2 separate regions of the Mus musculus genome follow, and region 1 is linked to region 2. The links are chromatin contacts, called in public Hi-C maps. All regions are on one chromosome and are shown on one strand. Each heading gives the region's core, a stretch centred on a gene start, on an enhancer-like site or on the middle of the called end of the contact. The rest is flanking DNA. Distances are from core to core; before and after follow the strand shown.

Region 1 (3,875 bases), core at 818-3,317, 220 kb before region 2:
TATGGACCAGGTCAAAGGCTAATGTCTAGAGATCTCAAAATCAAAATCAAAACCTATTAGTTTTGCTAAGTGACTGCATTGTCAAATTGTGTGTGTGTGTGTGTGTGTGTGTGTGTGTGTGTGTGTGTGTGTGTACATATATACATACCCATGGAGTAGTATTGCTCTCAGTCTTGGTCAGAGAAGCTTTCTTTGCAGCAAGTGTCAGTTAATATGAACATATGGGCAGCCAAGGTGCAGAGAACCTGTGACTGTTGAGTGTTGCACCTTATATGGAACACCCATATAATCTTCTCTAAGATTCAAGGAACATTATGGGGAAGTAGGGCAAAAGATACAAGAATCATATTGCGGAGGTGGGGGCGGGGCTATGAAAGTGTCTTATGGGTATGATGTGGCTGTGGCAACCATGAACTCACGGCAGTTATGGTTTCTGCATAGAATTTAGCCTATCAACAACAATCATAGATGGGGAAGGCTCCTCCCAGGAGAACTACTGACAGTCGGGGGTTCTGAAAGAAGAGGAACATCAGCTTCCATGGTGTAGCTGTTGGCAAGTTGCCTGTGGTCCAGTGATGAGCTTCAAGTCAGGCCCATTGTGTCTGCGATTAAACCAAATGGGATTAAAATCACACGCAGAACAAAAAGACATGAAACTTGGATGGAGACTTATTGGGAGAAGAAGGGGTTTGTGGGAATGGAAAAGGGTAAAGGAGAGTGGACAGGTGAGGAGTGCCAGATAGATTTCATACTTGTATGAAATTGTCAAATTCTAAAGTAATCAAGACATCTGCTAATAAACCATCTAAGGACTGGGATGTGTTTCAGTGGCAGAACACTTGACTTACAGGGTCCAGACCTTTGATTCAATCTTCACGGTCACAAAAATAAAGCAAAACCCACCAAGAGATGCTTTTTTCTGTGACAACACGTCTGTAGTCCAGTAATATTCAGATATTAACTGCATTAGACATTTGACTCCTTCTCCTTCTGCTTCTTGGGATTTCTGAATTATGTCCAAATCCCCAGGCTCCACTCATGGCTCTTTAATACAAATACCATAAACCTTGTGACTGAGGCACATTGATGTCTTGCAGTCAAAGGCAATGGAAGGGGAAGGTACAGGATCAAGGCAGGTTCAATATATAGTGGGAATCCAATTCACAAGGACAACACCTGCATTAAAAGTTTGTTTGTTTGTTTATGCATATGAGTGTTTTGCCTGTATGTATGTCTGTGCACTTCATGTGTGCCTAGTACCCTTGGAGGCCAACAGAGAGCAGAAGATCTCCAGGACTGGAGTGATGGGTGATTATGAGCTGCCATGTGGATGCTGGGAACCAAGCCCAGGTGCTCAGGAAAAGCAGCCAGTGCTCTTATCAACCGAGCCATCTTACTAGCCGTATGTGGCACCTTCTTTTTGTACCCTTGCCAGGGGACAGTAACTATTCTGGGGGAAAAGCCCTCAAGATATAACTGGGAAAGTGTCACAAATGGCTCAGCACACCATGTAAAAGTCAATGATATTCATGATGCTGGCTGGAATCAGTAAAGAAAACGATACTAAGTTACTAGTTGCCTCCTACAAAACATTTTTTTCTGAGCTTTAATCCCAGCTTGCTCCTATCTAAGGGTGATGACAGGAATGAAATGGAGCCAAAGAGATAAATGTAGTCTTAGAAAATTGGATGGCACCAATTCTACCACCTACCTTTCTAGCCTTGGCAAGTAGGACTTTTGCCTCATTGTATAGCTAAATGACCTATATCCTCCGCCCCCAGCTTTTGCCTCAAGAAAGCCTCCTGCAAATACTGCTTTTGCCAATGAAACACCTTGTGGAAAGCTACTTAACTGCATAATTGGGTTGTGTAGGGCTGTGGGCTTTGGCCTCATCCCTGTCCCTGTCTTCACCTGGTCCCAGATGCCAATAAGAATCTGAGACAAACAACAGTATCTTTAACTGCCCTTTCTCAAGAGCTGCTTTCTCCCCAGAGACAGACTCTGCTGAGGCGTATTTGAGCTGGATCCAGCAGACCCATAAACTATGGTGAATGAGAGCGCCAGCTCTTCTGGCAGGAAAAAGGAAACCAGCTTTCATGCTCAACAAGGGGCCTATCCCAATAAAGTCCAAGCACACTATGCCACAGCAGAGAAAATGCCAAACCCAGCCAGCCAGCTTTCCAGAACACCAACAAAGATGGCTATACTGTCACGGTGCCCTCAACTCTCATTATCAAGGCTTACCCTAATGGAGATGTCCTCCAGCCCAGGCTGTAAAGTGGAAATGAACCCAAGGATCCATTATACACTGAATAAATATGCATCACAATGATTTAGATGGGAAAAAAAAACCTCCCCTGTAGGCTCATGTGTTTGAACACATGGTCTCTAGTTTGTAGAACTTTTAGGAAGTGAGTTGCTATAGGGCAGACATTGAGGCTTATAGAGCAGACCCACTGCCCATCTGCCTTCTGCTTCCTGATTCCTGTGAGCAAGTCTCCTGGAGCTCCTTTGCCATAGTGTGGACCCTTCCCACTTCTGTGCCTTCCTCCCTGGGATGAACCATACCTCAAAATGAATCGAAGTAAGTCCTTCCTCTCTTCAGTTACTTCTCCTCGTGTAGTGGGTCTTAGTGATGAGGAAAGTATGGAATGCATTAATTGAAAAAGAAAGGCTCTGAGGATAGAGGCAGCTCAGTTGGGAAAGTGTTTGCCATGTCAACACTATGGCCAGAGTTCATCCTCAGCATCTATGTTAACAGCCAGGTACAGCAGTATATACAAAAGCCAGTGCTGGAGAGGCAGAGACCAGAGTATTTCAGAGCTCGCTGGCCAGGTATTCCAGTCAAATAGGTAAACTCTAATTTTAGTAAGAGATCTTGTCTCAAAAAATAAGGCAGAGAGCAACACAGAAAAATCCCAATATCAACATCAGTCTCTGGCTTCCATACACATTTGTCTCTGCCTGACTCACTCACCCATCATATTCAAACAAATATATGAGCATGTGCAGGAATATACATCCATGCATGCAGTGCACACACATAAAAGACGGCTCAGCTCTATGCCATCAGCTTGTAAATGTACCCGCTGTTACCAAGACAAAGTAGTTAGAACTTTCCCCGAAGCTCAGTCTATCACCTTAGGCTTCATTTGCCATGGTGCTGGGTCAGACCAGGCTCCCACCTTTCCCCTTTTACTTTTTTGCTAATATCATGGAAATACTGGGAAGGAGGAACATCCAAGGACAACGTATACTGACTTACTCCTGTACCTCTCCATGAAGAATCTCAGTTGTGCATCACATAGACTCCCAGTTGGCAACATAAAGTACAGAAAGATGCCAAGTGACACAGCTCACCAGTTCTGGACCATTTCACCTCCGTGACAACTTATATCAATAAATACTGTCATTGCATAGAGGTGTCGGGTAAATATTTGGGCATTGGTTTAGTGGTCCATGAACCACTGTAGAAATGGTAAACATGAGATGTTTAAACCTGTTATGTTGAAGATATGTGTAAATGCACTTTGAGGCCTACCACAACACTCAGAGATCAACTTCTTGAAAGAACTTTCTTACAAAATTTTCTCAAGTCAAATTATTATATACAACTCTCTTATGACATAAACCTATCATCAATGATCCCAATCTAGTTCTTTCTCTGCTACCTATGAGAAAAGTGGTTTATATTGGGGTGGGCTGATTCAGTTTACTAGGACAGGTTTGTGGGAAGGCTATCTAAAGATATTCAAAATAGCAACACATTATGGGGGTACTTGTGTTGGGATGGGATGGTGTTTGAATGTGAATTATCTCTCACAGGGTCATGTCATCAGCTGATAGTGCAGCTCTGGAAGGTTGTAGTACCTTAA
Region 2 (3,902 bases), core at 603-3,102:
ATCTGTGTCCAGTTTGATAAAGCAATGTGTTTATTTCAGTAGTATGGCTGACGGGGTACTCGCTGAAGTATGGTGAGTCCAAAGGTTGATGCATGATTATCATGGAGGGAAGCAGACATGCGTGATACTAAGCAGTAGCTGACAGCTTTACATCCTGCAAGTAGTGAGAGAGATCTCAGAGCCCACCCCCAGAGACACACCTTCTCTATCAAAGCCACATCGATTCCAATAAAGCCACACCTCCTAATCTTTCCCAAACATGTCCACTCCCTGACAAATAAGCATTCAAACTATAAGAGCCTGTGGAGACGGTACTCATTCAAACCACTACAAGGAGATAGCTACATAGCGTGGTTCTAAATGAAAGCGTGGGGGTCAGCCAAGAGCAGCCCCTGGAAGTGTAGGAAAATCAGCAAGTGGAAAAATGAATTCAGAACAAAATCCTGAGCCACAGGAGCGAGAGCTGGCCTGGGTGCTCTGAGGCCGTGGGCAGCTCCTGCCCTCTAATTCAACAGAGCCAATAGAATGGTACACCACAGGGCATGTCCGCAGGACAGAGACTATTCAAATGACCTTAAAGGTCCCCTGGGACACAGAACAGTCTAGTCTCAGAATCCTAATGCATATCTCATGGAGAGACACTACCTCTGAGAGTCTAATCTGCCACTAAGTTACCAGAAGTAAGAGGTGAGAACATGGGTTCTCTCTCCTGATTCTTATGCATCCATCCATTTGCTCATTCCTTTAGTCATCTATCCATCCATTTATATAGACTTTCATTCAAATGTTTGTGGAGGCCAGAGACTGGCACTGATAGTCTTCTCATGCTTCTCTTAACCTTGTGTTTTGAAACAGGGTCTCTCATTGAATCTGGAGTTCTCTGGTGCAGCTAACCTGGCTGGCCAGCAAGCTCCTATCTGTCTCCTCAGCACTGGGACTCCAGGCGCAGAGCACCATGTCTGGCTTTATATGTGAGCACTGGAGATGTGAACTCGGGCCCTCATGCTTGCATAACAAGCACTTTACCAACCGAACCATAGCCCCAGTCCCTATCGCCCCAGTGCCCATTCTGGCAGCATTTTATTTAATAGTTAATATGTACCTGGCATGGGGTCTTTGCTACCGGGAGGACAAGATAATTGTAGTTTGTTTTCCTTCTCTTCCAGGCAAGATTCTATAATGCATGACTCGGGTGTCAGGAATCTCCTCTACTGTCCTATCCTTTGATGGGTCAGCTAAGAGTTCCTTTGGACACTATAGGAAACACAGACACAGGGTCCAAATGTCACAGAGTCCGCTACTGCCAAACTTAGTCTTTCCATATCCACCTACCCACTTTCTGAAGCCACAAATGAGAACAGGACACAACGTACTTGCACTGTAGAATTGGGGACAGATATACCCAGCTTCACCTTACCTTAGGCCTCTGAAGACTGACATATGAGCTGGTTCCAATGGTACCTCACACGAAGGGGTATTTACCTAGAACATTCCTGTAGCCCCTTCCCTCTGCCTTCTGTCCCTCCCTCCCGCCCCCTACCTCTGTGGGATTTTCATCAGTCCGCCATACTCTTTACAATATTTTCCGAATTGTGTTTGTAGGTTGTTAATGGTGGCAGAACTCTGTATAATTATCCCCCAATTCATCAGTCTCCTTAACAGGCAAATGCCTTTTCCCCCAATAAGTTTCACTGGCTGAGGCACGGATCTCGTCCTTGTTGCTACGGAAACCAGAACGTTTCTCTGTTTTAATGGTATGTTGAAAGTACTGCTAGTGTGCATGTGCACATATGGTGCCTGCTGGCTTTATCCACCATTTCTGCCTTCCCTACCTCCACTGACCTGCCTGGCATTGTCCCCACATCACATGCTTTCTAATGGTCCCCCTCATCCACAGCCCCGCTTGTCCCTTCGCTGCCTCACACCCTGCCTCCACCTCCCCCCACCCTTCCATCTGGTGTTCTCAGCTGCCTGAAAAGAAATACCAGTTGGCTTTGCATGAAATTGAAGAGGGAGAGGGAAATAGAAGGTAATTGCAGAGACAAAAAGGCTTTGACCAGCCAGGTGTTTTCTGCTGGAAGGCCCGTGCCTTCAGCTAGCCACCTTCCTGGAACAGGGACAACTCAGAGAGGGACAAGAGGGTGGAGTGTGAGAGGCTCCATGCAGGAGTAAAGGGACCAAGTTTCAGATCTGGACAGCACCATCTGCTGCTGCTGTTCTTGGGCACCAATGAAGTCAGCTCCCTCCAACTGTCTGTGTTTGGCTCGGGGTTGAGGGGACCGCTGGCGGTGGGGAGGGCTCTGTTGAGACTTATTTGTTTGTGCATTTACCCAACAAGCTCTTCCTGAATGTTCATTCCATGCCAAGTGCTGTTCTAAGCACTGAGGAGATGCAGACGGCTCATCTTCAAGCTGCATGACCTATTCTCAGGTAATCACCAAGACAGCACAGAGAGGGTAAGAGGCTGTGTGACATCTGGGAAAGAGACGGGTTAGTTCTGAAACCCTGAGCCACAGCTCCTAGCTATAACACTGTGTAGCTGACTAACTGACTGCCTTTGAGGCTATTTCCTTTTCCTAAAAAGTAGTGCCACTGTGGATCCATCCCATAATCAGCCACCAAACCCAGACACTATTGCATATGCCAGAAAGATTTTGCTGAAGGGACCCTGTTATATCTGTCTCGTATGAGGCTATGCCAGTGCCTGGCAAATACAGAAGTGGATGCTCACAGTCATCTATAAGATGGGACACATGGCCCCCCAATGGAGGAGCTAGAGAAAGCACCCAAGAAGCTGAAAGGGTCTGCAACCCTATAGGTGGAACAACAATGTGAACTAACCAGTACCCCCAGAGCTCGTATCTCTAGCTGCATATGTAGCAGAAGATGGCCTAGTTGGCCATCACTGGGAAGAGAGGCCCCTTGGTATTGCAAAATTTATATGCCCCAGTACAGGGGAATGCCAGGGCCAAGAAGCAGGAGTGGGTGGGTAGGGGAGCAGGGTGGAGAGAGGGTATAGGGAACTTTCAGGATAGCATTTGAAATGTATATAAAGAAAATATCTAATAAAAAATAAATAAATAAAGAGCTGTTAGATCTGAGTGATGACTGTTTATCCATATACTCAGTGTCTTAGCATCCCATTGTTGTAAAGAGACACCATGACCATGGCAACTGGTATAAAGGAAAACATTTACTTGGTGTCTTGCTTACAGTTTCAGAGATGTATAGTCCATGATCACCATGGCAGGAAGTGTGTAGCTAAGAGCTACGTTCTGATCTACAGGCAGCAGGAAGTGAGAAAGCCTGAATCTGGCAGGGGCTTTTGAAACTTCAAAAGCCCACTCCTAGTGACTTTCTCCAACAAGGCCACACCTCCCAATCCTTCTAAACCTTCTCAAATAGTGTCACGCCCTGATTCAAATATACAAGCCTATGGAGGCCATTCTTATTTAAACTATCACATTCCACTCTCTGGCTTCTGTAGGCTTATAGCCAAGCCTTAACACAAAGTGCATTTAGTCAAGCTTCCAAGGCCCCCATAGTCTTTCAGAGTCTCAACTTCAAAGTCTCTTCTCAGACTCATGCTCTCTTAACTGTAGCCTCTCTGTAAACTCAAAACTAAAGAGCAGATTCCATACTTCCAATATACATTGGCACAGAATACACATTACCATTCCAAAATGGGGAAATGGAACACAGTGAGTGTGCTGGGCAGTTTCCTGTCAACTTGACACAAGCTAAAGCCATTTGCGAGGAGGAAACCTCAATTAAGAAAATGTCTCCATAAGATTGTGTGGTAGGCAGGTCTGTAAGAATTGTTCCTTATTACTGACTGATGGAGGAGGGCCCAGACCATTGTGGGTGGTGCTATCTCTATGCTGGTAGTCCTGAGTTCTTTG

Evidence for each region. Hi-C and Micro-C count contacts between places; a contact is called where the count stands out from the background.
Region 1: a Hi-C map of forebrain shows a contact between it and region 2, with 7 times the contacts expected there. The contact joins two enhancer-like sites. A contact is called at or near these places in 9 of 484 Hi-C or Micro-C datasets (cerebellar granule neurons, embryonic stem cells, forebrain and 4 more) and 1 of 9 other capture datasets (embryonic stem cells).

What each region holds. Positions count from the first base shown.
Region 1 is chr6:135,660,808-135,664,682 of GRCm38.p6, reverse strand. The region is part of intron 1 of 4930425L21Rik (RIKEN cDNA 4930425L21 gene); the gene reads right to left. Among named protein-coding and RNA genes, the nearest start is that of 4930425L21Rik, 3.8 kb to the right of the region's middle. Within about 2 kb of position 2,067, at least 16 of the 459 cell types and tissues checked have an H3K27ac peak or open chromatin away from gene starts, as enhancers often do. A contact at or near this core is called in forebrain, where this site is marked.
Region 2 is chr6:135,439,646-135,443,547 of GRCm38.p6, reverse strand. No RefSeq gene overlaps it. Among named protein-coding and RNA genes, the nearest start is that of Emp1, 79 kb to the right of the region's middle. Within about 2 kb of position 1,852, at least 30 of the 459 cell types and tissues checked have an H3K27ac peak or open chromatin away from gene starts, as enhancers often do. A contact at or near this core is called in forebrain, where this site is marked.